Regions from separate parts of the Ornithorhynchus anatinus genome. Here region 1 is linked to region 2. Evidence: chromatin contacts called from public Hi-C data. All regions are on one chromosome and are shown on one strand. Each heading gives the region's core, a stretch centred on a gene start, on an enhancer-like site or on the middle of the called end of the contact. The rest is flanking DNA. Distances are from core to core; before and after follow the strand shown.

What was found. Hi-C and Micro-C count contacts between places; a contact is called where the count stands out from the background.
Region 1: a contact with region 2 is called in a Hi-C map of fibroblasts, with 6 times the contacts expected there. The contact joins the promoter of HES4 here to the enhancer-like site in region 2. A contact is called at or near these places in 2 of 2 Hi-C or Micro-C datasets (fibroblasts and liver).

Annotation. Positions count from the first base shown.
Region 1 is chr5:55,863,116-55,868,280 of mOrnAna1.pri.v4, forward strand. It overlaps HES4 (transcription factor HES-4), which reads right to left and starts at 3,718. Exons shown (of 4, transcript XM_029064515.1): 1 at 3,371-3,718; 2 at 3,140-3,235; 3 at 2,956-3,043; 4 at 1,926-2,829. The coding sequence starts at 3,487. The coding sequence ends at 2,246.
Region 2 is chr5:55,807,484-55,813,194 of mOrnAna1.pri.v4, forward strand. No RefSeq gene overlaps it. Among named protein-coding and RNA genes, the nearest start is that of PERM1, 9.9 kb to the left of the region's middle. Within about 2 kb of position 4,093, the one cell type or tissue checked has an H3K27ac peak away from gene starts, as active enhancers do. A contact at or near this core is called in fibroblasts, where this site is marked.

The sequences.
Region 1 (5,165 bases), core at 2,468-4,967, 55 kb after region 2:
GAAAGCGCATGGGCTTGGCAGTCAGAGATCATGGGTTCTAACCCCGGCTCTGCCACTTGTCAACTCTGTGACTGAGCAAGTCACTTAACTTCTCTGCGCCTCAGTTACCTCATCTGTAAAATGGGGATTAAGACTGTGAGCCCCACGTGGGACAACATGATCACCTTGTATCCGCCCCAGCGCTTAGAACAGTGCTTTGCACATAGTAAGTGCTTAACAAATGCCATCATATTATATAGCGTGATTGACAAGTGCCAGGCAGAGGCTGGCGGTGCGGAAGCCAGGGCAGCTGTTTAGAGGGTATTTCTGTTCTTATGGCAGCCCCTACTAAGGCGGGGGGGATGGAGGGGGAGGGGGGTATTGGATAGAACTCCTCAACCCACTCTGAAACCCACACACACACACACACACACAAACCCACACACAAACACACTCAGATACACATCAAGGCACATGTTCATATAGACACAGACACCCACTCAGCTTCTCACACGTGCCGCCGCAGTTGGTCACTGGCTGGGGAATGAGGAGGAGGAAACCACAGCAGGAACTGGCCTGGACGGGAGATAAAGGGAGGGGTGGGTGGGTGCGGGGGCTGGAGAGAGGAGAAGGGGGGAATTTCCGGCCAGCGCCTCCCAGGCTTTTCCCCCATCTCCTCAGGGCAAATGGGACTCAGTGGAAAGAGCACGGGCTTAGGAGTCAGAGGTCAAGGGTTCTAATTCCGGTTCTGCCACCTACCAGCTGTGCAACTTTGGGCAAGTCACTTAACTTCTCAGTGCCTCAGTTAACTCATCTGTAAAATGGGGATTGAGTCTTACGTGGGACAACCTGATTACTTTGTATCTACCCCAGCGCTTAGAACAGTGCTCGGCACATAGAAAGCGCTTAACAAATACCAACATTATTATTATTATTAGGGGTCCCACTCGCCTCTGGACTACCTGAATAGCCTTAAACCCCATTTTACAGCTGGTCCTAAGACTGAGCCCTGGAAACAGAGTTTCAGCCTCAGTCTGAGGCCAGAGGAGTGTGAGTGGATGGGAGGGCGAGGGAGAAAAGCAGAAGACCCCGCTCCAAGCCTCTCCCACCTTCTCAACCTAGGCTCGAGGATGTGTGTGTGTTTGGGTGGAAAGGGACTGCCACCCCCGTTTGTGCCCAGGACCCCAGGGTCTGGTACCTTTGAACTCACCCTTATAGTGTGGGGCAGACGCTGCACCGGGGCCTTATCAGATGCTACAAGGGGGAGAGGACCTTAATTCCCTGGACCAGAACCCGGTAAAACTGAGGGGACCCAAATTTGGACTCTGCTTGGGCTCTCAGGGCCTTGAGGATCCAAAGCCAGAAGATTGGACAGTCCCCGTGTCCGAACTTGGCGGACACTGTCCCACCGGTACCTGATATCAACTCACCCTGGGGAGGGAGGCAGAGCAAACGGAGCCCCGGCCCTTGTCCCCTCGGGCTGGTGTCATCCACCCGCCTCTTCCAGGGAACAGCCCGGAGGGGCGGGGGAGGGAAGGCTTCCCTCCCATCCCCGAATGGCCTTTCCTGCAGGAACTGGGGCGGGTCCAGGGTCCACCCTTTCTCCCCGGCCGTTATTGTGAGCAAGGCCTTGCCCAGGCACGACCAGTGGCTGCGCTGGGCGTCCTGACGCGGGGTGTGTGTGTGTGTGTGTGTGTGCAGCTTCCAGGCACTTTCCCAGTCCCCGCTCCACAGACAGCCCCTCCCCCCTCCTTCCCAAGGAAAGGTGGCGGGAAACCGAGGTGACATAGAGCCCCATCCCAGGGAACTCCACCCCCTCCCCAAATCACCTAAGGTGTCCTGAAAGGAGACGGGGAAACGTGGAGCGGAGCGTGGCCTGATCTCCCCGCCCCCCAGCCCCCTTTAGCCCCCGGCGCCGGTTTCTTAATTGATTTATACTAGCTGGATCGCAGTTTGGTTGTTTCTTTTAATCTCGACAAAGAAGAGACACAGCGAGCCACCACACGGTGACGTGGATACACTCTATCGACTTTTCCCCCTGGGATAAAGGCGTTTATTTTCCTGTAAAAAAAACAAAAACTAGAGCTTCACTTTCCAGCATCTGGAAATAAATAAAATCCTCTCGAGAAAGAGTGTCCTAAGCGTTCCCTACAACGGAACGAAACACGTTTCGCCTTTGGCAAAAGTTTCTCTCCCTCCCTCCCCACCCCCCCCCCCTCCCACCCCCGCCCCAGAAAGTTTGTCCCGAAGTTGGGGGCCGGAGGCGTCACCAAGGCCTCCAGACGGACTGGCTGCGGTCCAGGCCCGGGCTGGGCGCCCGTTTCCCGGTGCCCCCGAAGGACGTGAGGCCCTGGACCGGGGAGGAGGGGGCGGCGGGAGACCCTCCCGCACTCCCCGGTCCCCCGCCGGCCCCGATGGGCCCCGACGGGCTGGCAAAGAGCGGCAGGACCGGACCTCCGGCGGCGGGGGAGGAGGCGAAGGCCGGACCGGGGATGAGGAAGGCGAATTGGCCGTCGGTGGCCGGGACGAGCTGGAAGCCGCCGTAGAGTTTGGGGGACAGGGCCTCGGCCGGGGCCATCTTGCAGGGGCCGGAGCCGGCGGCTGCAGGACCGGACAGCTGGACGGGCAGGGACGGCGGAGGGGCCAGGTGGGTGGGCGGCGGGCCGGAGGGCGGCGGCGGGTAGGACAGAGGTACGAGCTGACCCAGGCAGGCTGCCAGATGGCTCAGGAGCCGCGAACGGACGTCCGAGCTGACGCCCTCGCAGGTGGACAGGAAACGGGTCACCTCGTTCATGCACTCGTTGAATCCGGCGCGGTATTTTCCGAGGACCGAGGGGTCAGCGCTGAGAGCTGCTGCGGGGAAATAGGGGGTGGAGGGAGGGTTACTTGGAGGGGTCATCGAGCCGCCGGACCGGACGAGGGGACACGCTTCCCCGTGAGTGACCCTCGCCCCCTGAGTGACCCACGCCCGCTCACCTGTCATCTGGGCCCGCTGAAGGCTCCGCAGGTGTTTGACGGTCATTTCCAGGATATCAGCCTTCTCCAGCTTCGAGTGGCGGGAGCTCTGCGGGAGAGGGGGAGGAAGGAGGACCGATGAGGAAGGTCCCGACCCCGTTAGTCGCCCTCGCCCCCCACTTCGGCCTCCAACACCCCAACTTACATCCTTCTTCAGCGCGTCCAGGATCAGCGTCTTGAGTTGCCCCAAGCTCTCGTTGATGCGCGCGCGGCGCCTCTTCTCCATGATGGGTTTTGAGGACTAAAGGAGGGGAAGACAGAAGAAGGGGATCAGAGAGGAAAAAAAGGGGAGGTGGTCCCCAGCCCCCTCCCCCCTCCCCGATCCCTGACCTCCCCCCCTCCCCGATCCACTCCTTCCCCTCCATCGTCGCCCCACCTTGCGATGCTCGCTGGCGCTCCTGGGCTTGTCCGGCGTCTGGCTGGAGCTGGCCGGGGCGCCAGCCAGCGGGGAGGCGCTGGGCTTCTCCAGGGTATCGGCCGGCATGTCGCGCATCAGACGCTTCCCTCGTGGGAAAAAAAAAAAATCAAGCGCTTCCCTCGTGGGAAAAGCAGGGGCGGTCTTTTAGGGAGGCGCGTGGTCCTGGGTCCTTTTAGGGGATTTTTTTTTTCTCTTTTCCAAAGGGGGGGGGGGAACGACCCGAGGTCGGGGATCACTGAGCGTCGCTCTCGCCTTGCTGCCAGGCCTTCTATCCCGGTTAGCCCGTCCCCCAGGCCTTTCCTCGCCGCACTCGGGCCCCCGCCGCCGCCGCCGCCCTTATTTATGTGCGCGCCGCCGCCGCCCATTCGTGTGAAACCCTCTCGGCATTCTTTCCCACACTCGCGCCAGCCAATGGGCGCCGGGCTCACCCCACAGGGGCCCGGGCCGAGCCGCTGATTGGCCACCGCCCCCGCGACCTGTCAGTCACGCGCTGCTCTCCCTCCTCCCTCCCTCCCCCCCCCCCCCCAGCCGGAGGTCGGGAACGTGCAACAAAAGCATGTCCTCGGGCGCTACGGCCGAGCGCCAGCCACCTCGGGAGAGCGAGCCGGGAGGGGGGAGGATGTGCGTGGGAGGGAAAGAGAGAGAGAGAGAGAGGGCACTAACCACCTCCCTCCTCCTCCATCCCGACCGACCTCCCGCCGGGGGTGCGGGACCCCCCGCGGGAGCCGGGCAAGGGGCCAGGGAGGGAGCCGCACGCCGGGCCCGGTCTTTGGGAGAGGAAGAAGAGTCAGCCCGGGCGGCCTGGGCACGCGCGGTGCCGGTTTTCGCCCTCTGGAGACAGCAGAAGACGCCTTATGCTGTTTCTAGAGCGCCGGGGTGCACGGGGAGCAGGTCTGGTGGAGGCCCCGCAGAGAGGCCAGAGGTGGTCCCGCAGGCGGCCTATCAGGTCTTGAGTCCCCAGGGTGGGGGGCTGCATCATCACAACAATAATCATGGCATTTGTTAAGCGCTTACTATGTGCAAAGCACTGTTCTAAGAGCTGGGAGGGGGATACAAGGTGATCAGCTTGTCCCACGTGGGGCTCAGTCTTTTCCCCCCCCCCCCCCCCGCCGTGTTCCAGACGAGGGAAGCCGAGGCTCGGAGAAGTGACTCGCCCCACGTCACCCAGCCGACCAGGGGATGATTTGAACCCACGACCTCCGCCTCCCAAGCCCGGGGTCTCCCCCCCTGAGCTGCTGACGACTGCAGCGCGGGGCCAGGCCCCGTTCGGGCGCCGTTTCCCAGCCGTGGAGGTGGGAGCGGCGCCGAGGGTCCCGCCGCCAGCCCGGGGCGAGCGGCCTCGGTCCCCGCCCTCGGGCGGCCGGTGCGGTCGGGGCCGCCCCCGCCGGCCGCGGCGAGCAGCTGTGCCGGCACGCGAGGCGGCTCGGGCCGGGGCCCGGCGGGGCGGCCAATCGGCGGCGCGGGACCGCCGGGCGCCGCGCTCTGATTGGCCGGCGGGGGCTGAGCTGTCAATCATCGGGGCGGCGGGGGCCCGGCGGCGGCGGCGGGCGCGCGTGCGCGCTGCGGCCCGGCGCTTCATCCACCGGGAGCACGTGCCGAAGCGCTCCGGGCCCCGCGCCGGCAGCCGTGCGGCCGCGCACCCGGCCCGGAGCCGGGCCATGGGAAAACCCCGCCCCCTCCTGCCCTCCGGCTCCCCCGCCCCCTTCGGCAGCCCGACCAGCCCGCGCCGGCGGCCTGGCCCCCGTCCGGACTG
Region 2 (5,711 bases), core at 2,843-5,342:
CAGTACTTAATACAGTGCTTGATGCTGAGTGAGAGCTTAACAAATATGCAGTTATTATTATTATTATCATTAATGATGATGCAGCGTGGCTCAGTGGAAAGAGCCCGGGCTTGGGAGTCAGAGGTCATAGGTTCGAATCCCGGCTCTGCCATTTGTCAGCTGTGTGACTGTGGGCAAGTCACTTAACTTCTCTGGGCCTCATTTACCTCATCTGTAAAATGGGGATTAACTGTGAGCCTCCCGTGGGACAACCTGATTACCCTGTAGCTACCCCAGCGCTTAGAACAGTGCTCAGCACATAGTAAGCACTTAACAAATACCAACATTATTATTATTATGATAATAATCATTATCCCTCTCCCCAAGCCTAGGCTAGGCCCTCTGCCCACAGTAGGTGTAGGAACCCTACTGGACTTGCTTGACACGTTGCCATCAATCTCACGGTCCCCCTCCCCCTTCACCCTTCTCACTGTGCCTCAATCTTGCCTGTCTCGCCACTGATCCCTAGCCCACATCCTGCCTCTGGCCTGGAATGCCTTCCCTTCACAAAGCCGACAGAAAATTATTCTCCCCCCGCCCTTGGAAGCCTTACTGAAGGCACATCTCTTCCAAGAGGCCTTCCCATATTAAGCCTTACTTTTCCTCATCTCCCACTCCCTTCTGCATTGTCCTGACTTGCTCCCTTTGCTTTTCCCCTCTCGCAGCCCCACAGCATTCATGTACACATCTGTAATTTTATTTGTACTGAAGTCTGTCTCCCCAACTCTAGACTGTGAGCTTCTGTCTCCCCCCAAGACTGTGAGTTCATTGTGGGCAGGGACTGTGGTGCTAATTGTTCTCTTGTACTTTCCCAAGTGCTTAGTACAGTGCCCTGCACAGAGTAAGTGTTCAATAAATACGATTGATTGAATAAATGAATGAATTAGATGTAGTCCCTGTCCCCTAGGGAGGCTCAAAATCTGTGTGCCTAAATCCTGGGCCATCCTGGGGGATGTCCCCTGAGTTTGTGCCTCTGACCCAGTGCCCTGAGGATTTCTACACTCCCTCTTGTTCCGGAGCCTTTGCCCTCCCTGCCCAGGTCAATGTGAAGTCTGGCATAGCTGTGGAAATTGGTGGTGGGAGAGCACCAGGGGTATTGGCAGAGGGCACGTCCAAATATTTTGTTGCAGAATGGAGGTGCCAATGCTTATTGTTTTGCTGGAACAGTGTACAGTTTCCTCCTGACTTGCTTTCACAGGTCTGGGAGTCAGAAGGTCATGGGTTCTAATCCTAGCTCCACCACTTGTCTACCGTGTGACTTTGGGCAACTCACTTCACCTCTTGGGCCTCAGTTCCCTCATCTAGAAAATGGGGATTGAGACTGTGAGTCCCACATGGAACGGGGACTGGGTCCAACTCGTTAGACTGTGTCTAACTCGTTAGACTGTGAGCCTGTTGTTAGGCAGGGATTGTCTCTATCTGTTGCCCAATTGTACATTCCAAGTGCTTAGTACAGTGCTCTGCACACAATAAGTGCTTAATAAATATGATTGAATGAATGAATTATTTGCTTGTATCCACCCCAGAGCTTAGTACAGTGCCTGGCACATAGCGAGCACCTAACAAATACCATCATTATTATTATTATTTCACCTCTGGCATGCCACTGCCCTTCTCAAAGGTGGCAGTGGGACAGAAAGATCTGTTAACAGGGAATAAGTCGGGGTCATGGGGCACGTGGGGTATTGGTGGTGATGATGTTATAATGCTGTGTTGCAGGTGTAGACAGCTTGATGTGATAATACCACATGGTACGTGGTGGGGTCATCATTTTGGCCCCACCTCAGAGCAGTGGATTGTCTGAAGCCGAGCCCTGTCCAGGAAAAGATGTGCAGTTTTCCAGGACAGACCTAATAATAGTAATAACTGTGTTGTTTGTTAAGCCTTTACTAGGTGCCAGGAACTCTACTAAGCGCTGGAGTGGTTAAAATAATAATAATAATGTTGGCATTTGTTAAGCGCTTCCTATGTGCAGAGCACTGTTCTAAGCACTGGGGTAGACACAGGGGAATCAGGTTGTCCCACGTGGGGCTCACAGTCTTAATCCCCATTTTACAGATGAGGGAACTGAGGCACAGAGAAGTTAAGTGACTTGCCCACAGTCACACAGCTGACAAGTGGCAGAGCTGGGATTTGAACTCATGAGCCCTGACTCCAAAGCCCGTGCTCTTTCCACTGTGCCACGCTGCTTCCATAAAGCAAATGACGTTGGACACAGTCCCGGTCCCATGTGGGGCTCACAGTCTCAATCCTCATTATACAGATGAGGTAACTGAGGCACAGAGAAGTGAAGTGACTTGCCCAAGACCACACAACAGACAAGTAGCATGGCTCATTGGAAAGAGCACAGGCTTGGGAGTCAGCGGTCATAAATTCTAATCCCGGCTCTGCCACTTGTCAGCTGTGTGACCTTGGGCAAGTCACTTAACTTCTCTGTGCCTCAGTTCCCTCATCTGTAAAATGGGGATAACACTGTGAGTCCCACGTGGGACAACCTGATTACTTTGTATCTTGGCACATAGTAAGCGCTTAACAAATACCGCCAATATTATTATTATCCCAGCTCCACCACTTGTCAGCTGTGTGATTTTGGGCAAGTCACTTAACGTCTCTATGCCTCAGTTACCTCATCTGTAAAATGGGGATCAAGATTGTGAGCCCCACGTGGGACAACCTGATCACCTTGTATCCCCTCCAGTGCTTAGTACAGTGCTTGGCACATAGTAAGCACTTAACAAATGCCATTATTATTATTATTAAGTAATGGAGTGAGATTAGAACCCATGACCTTCTGACTCCCAGGCCTGTGCTCTATCCACTATGCAATGCTGCTTCACACATCATGCGGACCTATGCACGGGGGTGAGTTTTAGTACCACAGAGAGAGTGGGAGTGTGCACGTGGCTGGACTGGAATGGGACTGAGTGATCACGACATGCTAAGCACCCCACAGAGACCCTGGCAGTAGCTCCAACAGGCCCCCAAGGAGGTTCTGAGCTTTTCCCGGCCCTCCCCACACCCTCATCTCCCCTTCGTCTCTCCCTCGCCTCTCTTCTTGGAGAAGCAGCGTGGCTCAGTGGAAAGAGCATGGGCTTGGGAGTCAGAGGATATGGGTTCTAATCCCAGCTCCGCCACTTGTCAGCTGTGTGACTTTGGGCAAGTAACTTCATTTCCCTGAGCCTCAGTTACTTCATCTGTAAAATGGGGATTAAGACTGTGAACCCCACATGAGACAATCTGCTCACCTTGTATCTCCCCCCGGGGCACTTAGAACAGTGCTTTGCACATAGCAAGTGCTTAATAAATACCACCATTATTATTACTATTATTATTAAAATGGGGATTAAGACTGTGAGCCCTACGTGAGACAACCTGATCACCTTGTACCCCCTCCAGCGCTTAGAACAGTGCTTTGCACAGAGTAAGGGCTTAACAATTGCCATCATTATTTCGCCCCTCGAAAGAGGGCCCGAGAAAGCGGGGATTAAGACTGTGCGCCCCACGTGAGACAACCTGCTCACCTTGTAACCACCCCCCAGCGCTTAGAACAGTGCTTTGCACAGAGTAAGCGCTTAACAATTGCCATCATTATTTGCCCGCCCCCAAAGAGGGTCCGAGGCCGCGGGGATTAAGACTGTGAGCCCCACGTGAGACAACCTGATGACCTTGTATCCCTCCCAGCGCTTAGAACAGTGCTTTGCCCAAAATAAGCGTTTAACAAATGCCATTATTATTTACCCCCCCCCAAAGAGGGTCCGAGGCCGCGAGGATTAAGACTGTGAGCCCCACGTGAGACAAGCTGATGACCATGTATCCCTCCCAGCGCTCAGAACAGTGCTTTGCCCAGAGTAAGCGCTTAACAAATGTCATCATTTACCCCGCCAAGAGGGTCCGAGGCCGCCGTGGCAGCGCCCCCTGGCGGGGGGCGGAGAGTGGCTATTCAGCCCGTCACCACGAGGGGGCGTCCTGGGCGCAGGGACGGGCTTCGGGGAGTCCGGCGGGGGCGGGGGGGGGGGGTTTCGGCCCCGGCCGAGGCCAGGAAGAGGCGGGGGCTGCTCTCCCGGTGAGAAAGCCTGGAGCTCCTAGTGCCGTTCAATTAAGCCCCTTTGATCTAGCGAAATTACAGCGTTGGATTCCCCCCCAGCTGGGGAAGCTGCGGAGCGCCCGCCCCCAGCCACACGCCCACAGGAAGGGTCGAGCCAGACTTTCGAGCTGGAGGGGCCAGGGATTGGCAGGAAATGAGAGCGGCGGCGGGGACGGGGCTGGGGGTGGGGAGACTTCCCTGGCTCCGGAAGGAGCTGAAAGGCAAGGGGGGAGAGAAGGGGCGGGGGACAGACGGGGTTAGGACACCTGGTTCCTGTGCAAACAGCCCAGCTTTTCCAGGAATCGGGGCTGGGGCTGGGAGCCAGACAGGGGGCTGGGGGGCTGGGCTGGGCCTAGAGAAAGACTGGGGGCTGGGGGCTGGGGCTAGGTGAGGGCTAGGGCTGAGCTGGGAGTTAGGTAGGGGTCAGAGGACGGGGCTAGGTCCAGGCAAGGTCTAGGAACTAGACGGGAGGCTGGGGCAAGAGCTGGGTCTCTGTTGACCCAACCAACGGCCCCCTAACTAAGTCCCAACACAGGCCTTGGTACCCAGCCCCTAGACCCTGCCCTGAACCGGAGCCAGGTTCAGCATAGGGTGTAAACTAAGCTTGGGGCAGCGGCTGGGCTGAGAGTTAGGCAAGGGGCTGGTGGCTGGGGCTAGGTGGAGGGCAGGAGCTGGGCTGAGAGTTAGGCAAGGGGCTGGTGGCTGGGGCTAGGTGGAGGGCAGGAGCTGGGCTGGGAGTTAGGCAAGGGGTTGGAGGCAGGGGTGGGCCTGGAGCTAGGGAGGGGGCTGGACTGGGCCTAGGCAAGGACTGGGGGCTGAAGCTAGGTTGAGGACAGGGGCCGTGCTGGAAGTTAGGCAGAGGGTCAGAGGCCACAGATAGGCAGGGACTGGGCTGGGAGATTAATAGTAATAATAATTTTGGTATTTGTTAAGCGCTTACTAGGTGCCGGGCACTGTTCTAAATGCCAGGGTAGATACAAGCTAATCAGGTCCCACGTGGGGCTCACAGTCTGAATCTCCATTTTACAGATGAGGTAACTGAGACATCCAGAAGTTAAATGACTTGCCCAAAGTCACACAGCTGATGCAGCAGAGCCGGGATTAGAACCCATGACCTCTGACTCCTAAACCCATGCTCTTTCTACTAAGCCATGCGAGGCCACCGGCTGGGGCTAGGTTGAGGGCAGAGGCTGGGCTAGGAGCTAAGCAGGGGGTTAGACTAGTAAAGGCAAGGGCTGGGGGCTGGGGGCCAGGGCTAGGTTGAGAGCAGTGGGTTGGCTGGGAGTTAGGCATGCGGTCAGAAGCCAGGACTAGATTCAGGGCAGGGTCTAGGGGCTGGGCAGGAGGTTGCTGGCTGGGGTTAGGTTGAGGGCAGGGGTGGGCTGGGAGTTAGGCAGGGGACTGGGCTGGGCCTAGGCAGGGACAAGGGACTGGGGGCCAGGGATAAGAAGAGGCCAGCGGCTGGGCTGGGAGTTAGGCACGGGATCAGAGGCCAGAGCTAGGTTCAGTGCAGGGTCTAGGAGCTAGGCTGGGGGCTGAGAGTTAAACAGGGCACTGCTGGCTGGTGCTAGGTTGAGGGCAGGGGCTG